Regions from separate parts of the Mus musculus genome. Here region 1 is linked to region 2. Evidence: chromatin contacts called from public Micro-C data. All regions are on one chromosome and are shown on one strand. The core of a region is the stretch at or near the end of the contact, and the rest is flanking DNA. Distances in the headings are between cores, read along the strand shown. Region 1 has its middle 31 kb from the start of Gm33098. Region 2 overlaps Rnf141 (ring finger protein 141).

The links. Hi-C and Micro-C count contacts between places; a contact is called where the count stands out from the background.
Region 1: a Micro-C map of the G1E-ER4 cell line shows a contact between it and region 2, with 4 times the contacts expected there. The contact joins two enhancer-like sites. A contact is called at or near these places in 2 of 484 Hi-C or Micro-C datasets (the G1E-ER4 cell line and the HL-1 cell line).

The regions. Positions count from the first base shown.
Region 1 is chr7:111,177,376-111,181,871 of GRCm38.p6, forward strand. No RefSeq gene overlaps it. Among named protein-coding and RNA genes, the nearest start is that of Gm33098, 31 kb to the right of the region's middle. Within about 2 kb of position 2,411, at least 101 of the 459 cell types and tissues checked have an H3K27ac peak or open chromatin away from gene starts, as enhancers often do. A contact at or near this core is called in the G1E-ER4 cell line, where this site is marked.
Region 2 is chr7:110,817,061-110,821,479 of GRCm38.p6, forward strand. Rnf141 (ring finger protein 141) reads right to left here. Exons shown (of 6, transcript NM_025999.3): 5 at 4,194-4,301. Among named protein-coding and RNA genes, the nearest start is that of Rnf141, 25 kb to the right of the region's middle. Within about 2 kb of position 1,446, at least 41 of the 459 cell types and tissues checked have an H3K27ac peak or open chromatin away from gene starts, as enhancers often do. A contact at or near this core is called in the G1E-ER4 cell line, where this site is marked.

The DNA.
Region 1 (4,496 bases), core at 1,161-3,660, 360 kb after region 2:
TAATGTGAAAATCTTTGACAGCTAGTTTCCTCTGGTAGGAAATTACTTTATTAAATCAATGAACTTCAGAACTTGCTAGTGAACGTCTAGCTCCCATTTTCAACACTATCAGTAATGATAAAAAGAACACCAACTGCCTATCTAGTATGCAGGACTTGCAAAGCACTTCACATTGTGCTCAGGCCACTTCCTCAGACACCCCATAGGCCTATCTCTGTCCCTAGATGAGAAGATTGAGGTTCAGGGACTTTCCCAAGTTTTATTAATTTTATTTTAATAAGTAGATGCTGAGATATGAATTGGTTCAGTCTGACATCTAAGTCATGCTTTTTTTTTCCCCATTTGCCATTTAGTACAGGCTGACTTGTAACTCTCTATGTAGCCCAGGCTAGCCTCAAACTCAGGTACCTCCCTTCATAGCCTGTTACAGGTATGAGCCACCACGCCAGCTTTCTTATTGCATGTTTAGAAGTAACAGTGCTTTGTAGTTCTTCTGATTGTACCATTACAGGTACTGAGCTTAGAGGCAAAAAAATCCCGAAGGATTCTGAGAAAGCTTTATTGACAAGAGGGAACTTTATTTGGCTTCCTAAGAATGTGGGCTAAAAAATATCCGGAGATCACACCCAGGGGAAGAGGAGAGTCCTTTGAGGCAGGAGTATACCTCAAATGTTCTCAGAACACAAGTACCTGGGGAACAAGAACATTTGGGAGGGAGACTTGGGTGTGGGGACACCTGGTAAGGACACACGACACTCCATGAAAGCAAGTCCCTGGCTGTATCCTCTCAGTAAAGAAGGAAATGAACAGCATCTATAGGATATTAGCTTGTTTCTGCTACATAAATGGAGTCATTCAGACAGAAATTTCACTGAGGAAAACACAGCGGTTTTGATAGAGCAGCTGCAAGCCATCAGCTAATCTAACATTTGCTTGCTTACTAACAGAGCTGCCTCTGACACTGCCCAGGTAAGTGGTACTGTAGTGACTGGTAGAACTGGAAAGAGTCAGCAACTGAGCAGCTCTATAGGCTAGCTCTGTAGTGGCTAGCTTAGCTGGTAGCAATTGAGCAGCTCTGTAGGCTAGCTCTGTAGTGGCTAGCTTAGCTGGTAGCAATTGAGCAGTTCTGTAGGCTAGCTCTGCAGAGGTTAGCTTAGCTGGTAGAGTACTTGCCTAGTGCACACACACAAGACCCTGGGTTCAATAACCTAGTACCAGGGAAAAAAGCCAGGTTCCAGATCTAGCCTCTGTTATTCATGGAAAGAAAGCAAAAGTGATGTCTTATCACGAAACTGGAAATTCAGGCTAGGGATGTAGTTCAGCCTGTAGAGTGCTTGTGCAGTGTACACAGAGTCCTGGGACTGAGTCTCTTGTGCCACATAACCTAGGTGTGGTGGCTCATGACTGGAATCTCAGCACTCGAGAGACACAGGAAGGCCAATCAGAAATTCTAGGCCAGCCTGGGCTACATAGTGAGTTTCAGGCTAGTTTGGGCTACATGAGCCCTTTTAAAGGTTGATTGAATATTAGAATGAAATAGTGGGCTGACAGTATATATAAGCCCATCATCTGTCATGCTGGGATGCTGGGGAAAATTCTGAGTTAAATATTAACTGAACTACTTACTCAGAAATGTAGTTTTTTTTTTTAAAAAGAAAACCATTTATTTGTGTATTTATTTATTTGAGTATTTATATTTATTTGTGTATTTACATTTTGTACAACGGAGTATTTTTCCCTGCTTGTTTGCATGTGTATATGCCTGGTACTTGACAAAGCCAGAAGAGGGTGCCAGATGTGGGCACTGAGAACTGAACCTGGGTCCTCCAAAAGAGCAGCAATTGCTCTAGACTGCTTAGCCATCTCTCCAGTGTTGATCCCCATCCTTGGCCCCCCCAAACCAAACCTGGTTTTACTATGTAGTTGTGGTGGGACTAGAACTCAGAGAAATCCTCCTGTCTCTCTCTCCCTAGTGTTGGAATTAAAGGCACATGTTACCATGCCAGACAAATGACCCATTTCTGTGAATCCCTCTATTTTATCTACCACTTTACAGCTTAGTGTTTCTTTCCCACCAGCTCCTGGAAGACAGAGATTACATGTCTGGCACACAGAGTAATCGCATTTAAGATTCAAGGGAAATAAAAATGGGAGTAAACTCTGATAAGGTACGGGTGCTGGGCCTCTTCTGGAACCCACCCCCAGGGCTCACAGAGAGCATCCTGTGTTGTGTTCATTCCTGATAGCGTCAAGATGGAGGCGAGGGGCCCAGAGAGCTTGGGGACATGTCCCCTAGGGAGGGGAGGGCTCTGATGCTGGTAGTAGGAGGCCTGGAGGCTGTAATGAGGCCTCTAGAGGTCCAAGGAAAGGGCCCCAAGGTCTGCTGGGTCTGACGCAAGCTCCCAAGAGCAGGGCAGTCAGCTGACCTCCTTTGGAGAGAGGCCAAGGCTGGCTGCACGGAAGAGAGAGTGGGAGGTCTGGGAAGGCAGAGAGGGGAAAAACTAGAGAGGCCAGGGGTAGAATGGAGGGAGGAGGTGAGAGAGAAAGGGAGAGGGGACCTGGGCAGAGGGCTGGGGAGGAGGGGACAAGTAGGAAGAAGAATGGGAAGGGAGTGAAGAGAAGAATCAAGAGCAGGACCAGAGGCACTGAGGGAGCAGGCAGAGATGTGAGGAGAGGCTTGGCCCAGTCCCAGAAAAGAGATGGCTCCAGAGGCCTGGCAACTCCTTCAGCTAATACCACATGGAGGGGCCAGGAGTGGGGTGGGGAGGGTGTTCTCTGTTGCATGGTGAGCATCAGGGTAGGGGCTTCAGGGCTTGACCACTAGGTGGCTGGATTTGAGGAAGGGGATATAGGCCTTGGTGAAGGAGAGGCAGGAGACACGGGGGTTGGGGGTGGGGTGGGGGGAATCGAGAGCAGAGCCAGAGGAGAGGGTGCTTGTGGCTGGGTTCTAGCTGAGAACAGATGGAAAGAGGCATATTTGCTTGCCTTCTTTATTCATATGCTTACTGAGAGGCTACAATATTTTGTACCCTGAGCTAGCCCTCCAGGGCCCCGGCATTAGCACTGTGTCTGTCTCCTGCTCTGAGCAGACCTGCTGATAGAAAGACTTCCCAGCAGCATAGGGCTTAGCTGTGTCTTCTTCACTGCCCGTGTCTTGGTTTGCTTGTCTGTAACATCAAGTTTAGTAGGAAAACCCTTCGGTAGGTCTTATTTAGAGGGTTAATGAAGTGGTTTGTAGAAAGCTAATTGCTCACTGGTATGGAGGGACCATCCTGAAAGGGTTTTCCTTGCAACGTCTGAGCAACTGGGTTGTGAAGGAGGAGGAGGTGTTTGCAGAGCAGGAGCTGAACCTTCTGGGCTGAGGAGGTGGAAACGGCAAGGAGGAGTTTAGGGGAGACTGTTGGGGTGATTGTGGCAGAGGCTGGTTTTGTGTAAGCTTGGGACTGTGGGCAAAGCTCACTAAACACTCAGCTTCTGGGGTTTCCTTAGACCTGCTTGGGCCTCTGCACAAAGCCCAAGTGATAGATAAGGAGGAGACGGTGTGTGTGTGTGTGTGTGTGTGTGTGTGTGTGTGTGTGTGCTTTGTTTAACTCCTCAGAGATTTCTGATGAAGTTGTTCCCACTTGATCCATAGACTTGTCCTAGTTTAGGCCTTCTGGTGGTCAGCTGGATGGATGGCAATAAACAGCTTTATCAGTGTGCAGCCTTTAATTTGACCCTTCTATATCACCTTGGCCAAAGGACACTCCCTCTGGGACACCTTCCCTGATGGCACAGGTCTGTCCCTACTGTAGCTGACCATTGCACTATTCTTACACTGAGAAAACCTGGAAAGCCGTCACAGTTGGTGGCTCACGAGCCTTATTTCTCCCTGTGCCTACTCCTTATACAAAAAGACATGGACTGGAGAGCAGGGGGAGGGAGCGATTTTAATTCACAGTGTGGCCAACACAGGGTCATCGAAAAGGCTTCTGCACCAAGTGCCGCCCGACTCTCCGGAGGGTGACTCTGGGAGAACCCTCATGTGGGTCTGGCTTTTTCTTCCCTGTTTTATTTTGCTCCTTAGGGTCCACTCAGAGTCAGGTGATTCCTAAAGAAACTTTCTGGGCAGAGTTACCTCAGTCAGATCCCTCATGATGCTCCAGTGTGTATGAGAATTTGTATGTGTATACATGTATGTAGATATGTGGATGTATGTGTGTATAAATGTGTGTATTCATGTATGTGTAAACAATGTATGTGTAGTACATATGTACGTGCATGTGTTTGCATGTGTATGTGTGTGAGATGTCTTGGTTAACTTGATTCTCAGTGCCTTGGTTTTGAGGAGGCAGTGAGGAAGCTGGTCTCTCCTGTAGCTGGGAGGAGCGATAGGCACAAATAGCTCATGGTTCTGGCAAGAAGAGGCAAAAGGGCCTGCTTGAAATCTTACTTGTACTGTAAGCTTCTAGACCTACCTGTCTGACCTGCCTTATTTGATTTTTTCAGCTTTCAGC
Region 2 (4,419 bases), core at 196-2,695:
TGTGTGGGAAACGAGCAAGTGAGTACGTTCTCGCTGACCTTGTACCCACGTCTTAGAAACCACTGTGTACCAGTGTATGTAAGCGTAGTCTTTCTTTTCTCTTCTCGGTGGCTTGCCATCCTCCTGCTCCAGCCTGCTCAGGGCTGGGACTGTGGCATGCTCCCATACACCTGCTGCAGAGTATCTAACTCATCTCTGGTAGAAAGATACCTAGTTCCTTCACCTTGTTTGCTACCACCAGCTAAAATCTTCAGTTCTTACTTCTGCACCCAAATAAGTTTTCCTCAATAAGAATTCCTTATGTGTCCTAAGGGAAGCTCCCTCTCACCAGTGGGAGAGTTAGGGTAAAATGTGCAACGTTTAAACATTTATTTTTAATTTAAGTGGAAACCACTGCACATTTAGCAGAAAGGTATTACTAATTATTATTCTGAGTAATTAAGGTCATTTTTTAAAGGTAGGGTCTCTAAGCAGCCCATAGAACTTGCTATATAGACCAGGCTGGCTTTGAACTCACAGAGCTCTGTCTGACTCTGCCTCTTCAAGTGCTGGAATTAAAGGTGTGTGCCACCACATTCAACAAGAGAAAAGAATTTTGACACGTTATTAAAATCAAAAGTCTGATAAAATGTCCTTTGGTTCAAAACCAAGAAGATTTAAGGAAACTGTATAGGGATGGAACATCTGAGTTTAAGACTGGAAGTGACACAAATGCAGAGTAACTTCTGACACAGACACACACATGATTTCTTAAGAGATTTTGCAAGGGGATTTCTCTCATCAATACTATTTCGGAAGCTTAAACACCACGTTTGAGCTAGAAACACACTACAAAAGGAAAAGGCAATGCTGTTTTCTCGTCGCTCACTGAAATCTAGGGCTAAACAACCAGCGTATCAACTGTGCTTTGGCTTTTGTACAAAAACAAGAAACTTATTCCAAAAACTAGATGTGAAATTTAGAGTTGGCAGACATTATTTGGTTGATTTGGGGTTCCCCAGGGATGGTTTCCAAGATGGGCTTTTCTGTACATAAAACATCACAATTTGAAAGCAGTCAAATTCTGCTTCTGACCAACAGGAACCAGGTTTATCTTCCCACTAAAAACAACTAACACAGGACACAATGTCCAGAAGAGTGGTGTTAGGTGGGGCTGATATAAAGCACTGGACATCAGACATGGTGTGACTCCCAGGGGTGAGAAGCAAAGTGAGCCCGTGGGTGCAAGTCAGCTGTGAGTTTCCAGGACTCGGAAAAAGAAGTAGGGGACCTCGGAGGCCTGGCTGGCTGTTGAAGAAACTGCTGAGGCCAAGGTGGCTAGAGTTCAGAGGGCAGAACTCTGCACAGCACAGAGCAACAGAGAGAAGCGCCAAGAGACAGCAGGCCCTTCACTGAGCACTAGAGCCAGCCAGTGTGGGCAGATGCCAGGAGGCTGAAGCTCCGAGAGATGCATACAAAGGCCACAGAGGGCATCAGTGTGCTTCCAACTCTAGAGGCACGAAGTACAGCACCTTGAAGGAGTTTGTCTCATCAGTGGGAAATGAGTAACAGGAAACTAAACTTTGCTCTGGGTCTCCTAACAAACTGTAAAAGGACCCCCAAACAGTCCTTCTAAGTAAGAAAACCGTATTTTAAAACAAAGCTTGATTATTTACAGTATTAAAAAAATATTTACTACCTAGATAGGTAAAATTCCTATCTGGAAGGCAGATGAGCAGCAGAAAAACGCTGTAAGACAAGATGAAGAGGAAAGCAATAAGAGCAATGCAGAACTGACAAGACAGTAGAACTAGCAGACAAATGAAGTAAGCGCAGTCACTGTACTATCCACCGAACACAGGAACGGAGGCTAACACATGAGGTAAACACACCAAGACACTGGAGAGTGCAACCACAGAGCAACGGCTGAGACAGAGGACAAGTTCAGGGTCAATGCGTGGTAATAGAAGCCAAAGGAAAAAAGCAGACAGACAAGATTGGAGAAAACAATGGCTGAAATTTTTCCAATATCAACAGTACCATCGCCCTACTATATCAACAAACTCCAAGCACAAGAAACCTGGGTGGACTGTGACAAGGCATCTGTTACTCACACTGCCTAAAAGCAGCAGAAAGATAAAGACCTTACAACAACCCCGAGAGACAAGATAGCACACTGCCCCAGAGGAGAAGGATACGGAGACAGCGGCTCCTACAAAACAAGACGAAGTGGGGCTCAACACTGAAGCCTGGAGGGAAAAGCTTTTGGCCTAGAATTTTGTAATAGAAAAAGTATTTTTGGAAAATAATGTTCAGATGTTTAATAGAATCTTCAAGATGTTCAATAGAATCTTCAGAAGGCTACCAAAAAGTAAGTGGATTTCATAAGACTTCAGGATAAAGGTGGATATAAAACTATTTGTCTTCTTATGTACTAGCAACAAACAAAAACTATTTAGAACAGCACAAAACTGTGAAATATTCAAAACCACCTTCGCCCGAGATCTGCAACACTGAAAACCAGAAAACTGCCTGTAGAAATCAGAGGCTTAACATTAAGAAACCAACTGTCCCAAACCGATGTAGTCAATACGGAACCAATCAATGTCTCTGCAGGCTCCTTTGTGAAGCCTGATAACACTGATTCTAAACTCCCTATTAAAACATATGGATCAGTGCACATGACTCTAGACAGGGAGACTTGTAGGGCAGCAGGAACCAGGACAGGGTGAGACTAGAGTGAAACAGACTTAGGTCAGTGGACGGAAGAGTCAAGAACTGACGTGTACTTGAACAAGTGATTTCAAAAAAGGTTCAAAGGTTAGTAAAGGTGATATTTCAGCAAGTTATATATAGAACTGGAGTAGAGGCTTAAATGCGAAACTCTAAACTTGTAGAAGATATAACTCCTGTGCTCTTGGAGCAGGAAAAGATTGTACAGAAAGGGTCACTGCCAGAAACTGAACTTTAGCCTCACTGAAACAAAAACCTCTCCTTCAGAGACATTCTCCAGAGAAAGAAGACAGGCCATAGAAGGAGAGAACAAGTGTACAGTGAAATAATAAAATGGGCAGAGACTTGACTAGACTATCATTTAAGATGCACAGATGACAACTTGGCAGCCAGTAGTGGATGTAAGGGAGAGCCACAGAGACACTGCCCATGCCTGAGTACAAGGCTGGCTAGCATAGGCAAAGGCAGTGGACTCCTATGTGGTATTGGAGAGGGCACAAAAAAAAAAAGATGAGAAGGAGCCAAGCATGGTGGCACACATCTATAATCCCAAATTTGAGAGGCTGAGGCAGGAGGATTGTCACAAGATCCAGTTGAGACCTTCATGGTCTCTACACTGCTAGATCTTGTCTCAACAAACAAACAAACAAATAAACAAACAAATAATCAAACAAACAACCTTTTAAAAAAGTATGACTTCTTTTGGAAGTGAGCTGGCATTTTTTGAGAAACACCTGCTATATGACCTGGTCATCAGAGGTAGCCACCCAAGAAAAAGTCAAAATAGATGTCCATAAAACTACTTGTCCACAAACAGAGAAGCCTTTATCTGGCAATTATCTGCACTTAAGACATGGTTAAATCTCCAGCTGATCGCACTGATTGAAAGATGCTAGACAACAGAGAGAACACTCTGTGTGGTGCTGCTTTAAAGTCTAGCAAATCCAAAGTATTGTTGGCAAATGAAAGCAATTAATTGCTGCCTAAGAACCAGGCTTCAGGTGATTCTGGGACTGATGGGTTTGCTCTTCATGTTGTGACAGCTTTCATGAGTGTGCACATAAATTAAAGCATTTATATTTAGATACATGTAGCTTACTGAATGTCACTATAAAGTCTCCTAGATAGTCTATTATCTTGTAAGACTTTAAATAGCTGACCTAATATCCCTCCAGATTCCACAGTTGAGAATTTGGTTCCTTCACACACATATAGAGAATTATGGGGGCAAGGGGCATAAAAAACAAAAAACAAAAAAAAACCCCAAACAAACCCGATTCTAGATCCAAATCAGGCATCAAGACTCTTAAAGTCCATGTGTCAAAGCCCTGCTGCATCCCCACACTTCACTGAGCTAGGGGGCAGCACAGCAGAGGACTACTCAGAGGACTAGAGAGCAAAGCTCTCATGGTTGTGTTTCCAGTTGTTTAGTTACAGTCCCAGCTGACCTGTGCTATCTCCAAGGGCAGCGGATAACTTACCATTTATCAATGCACTTCTGACAGAAGCTGTGAGCACAGGGCAGGATGAGGTCAGCTCGCCCGTCCATGCAGATACAACACTCCTCCTCATCAGTCAGCTGCTTCACCCTGAGTGTGACGACAACGGAGCTGGACAATGGCAGTCTCTGTGCACTTGCTTCCTACTTTGTCTCACTGCCTTACAAAGCACCAGCAAACACCCACAGTATAAATCACACAATGACTA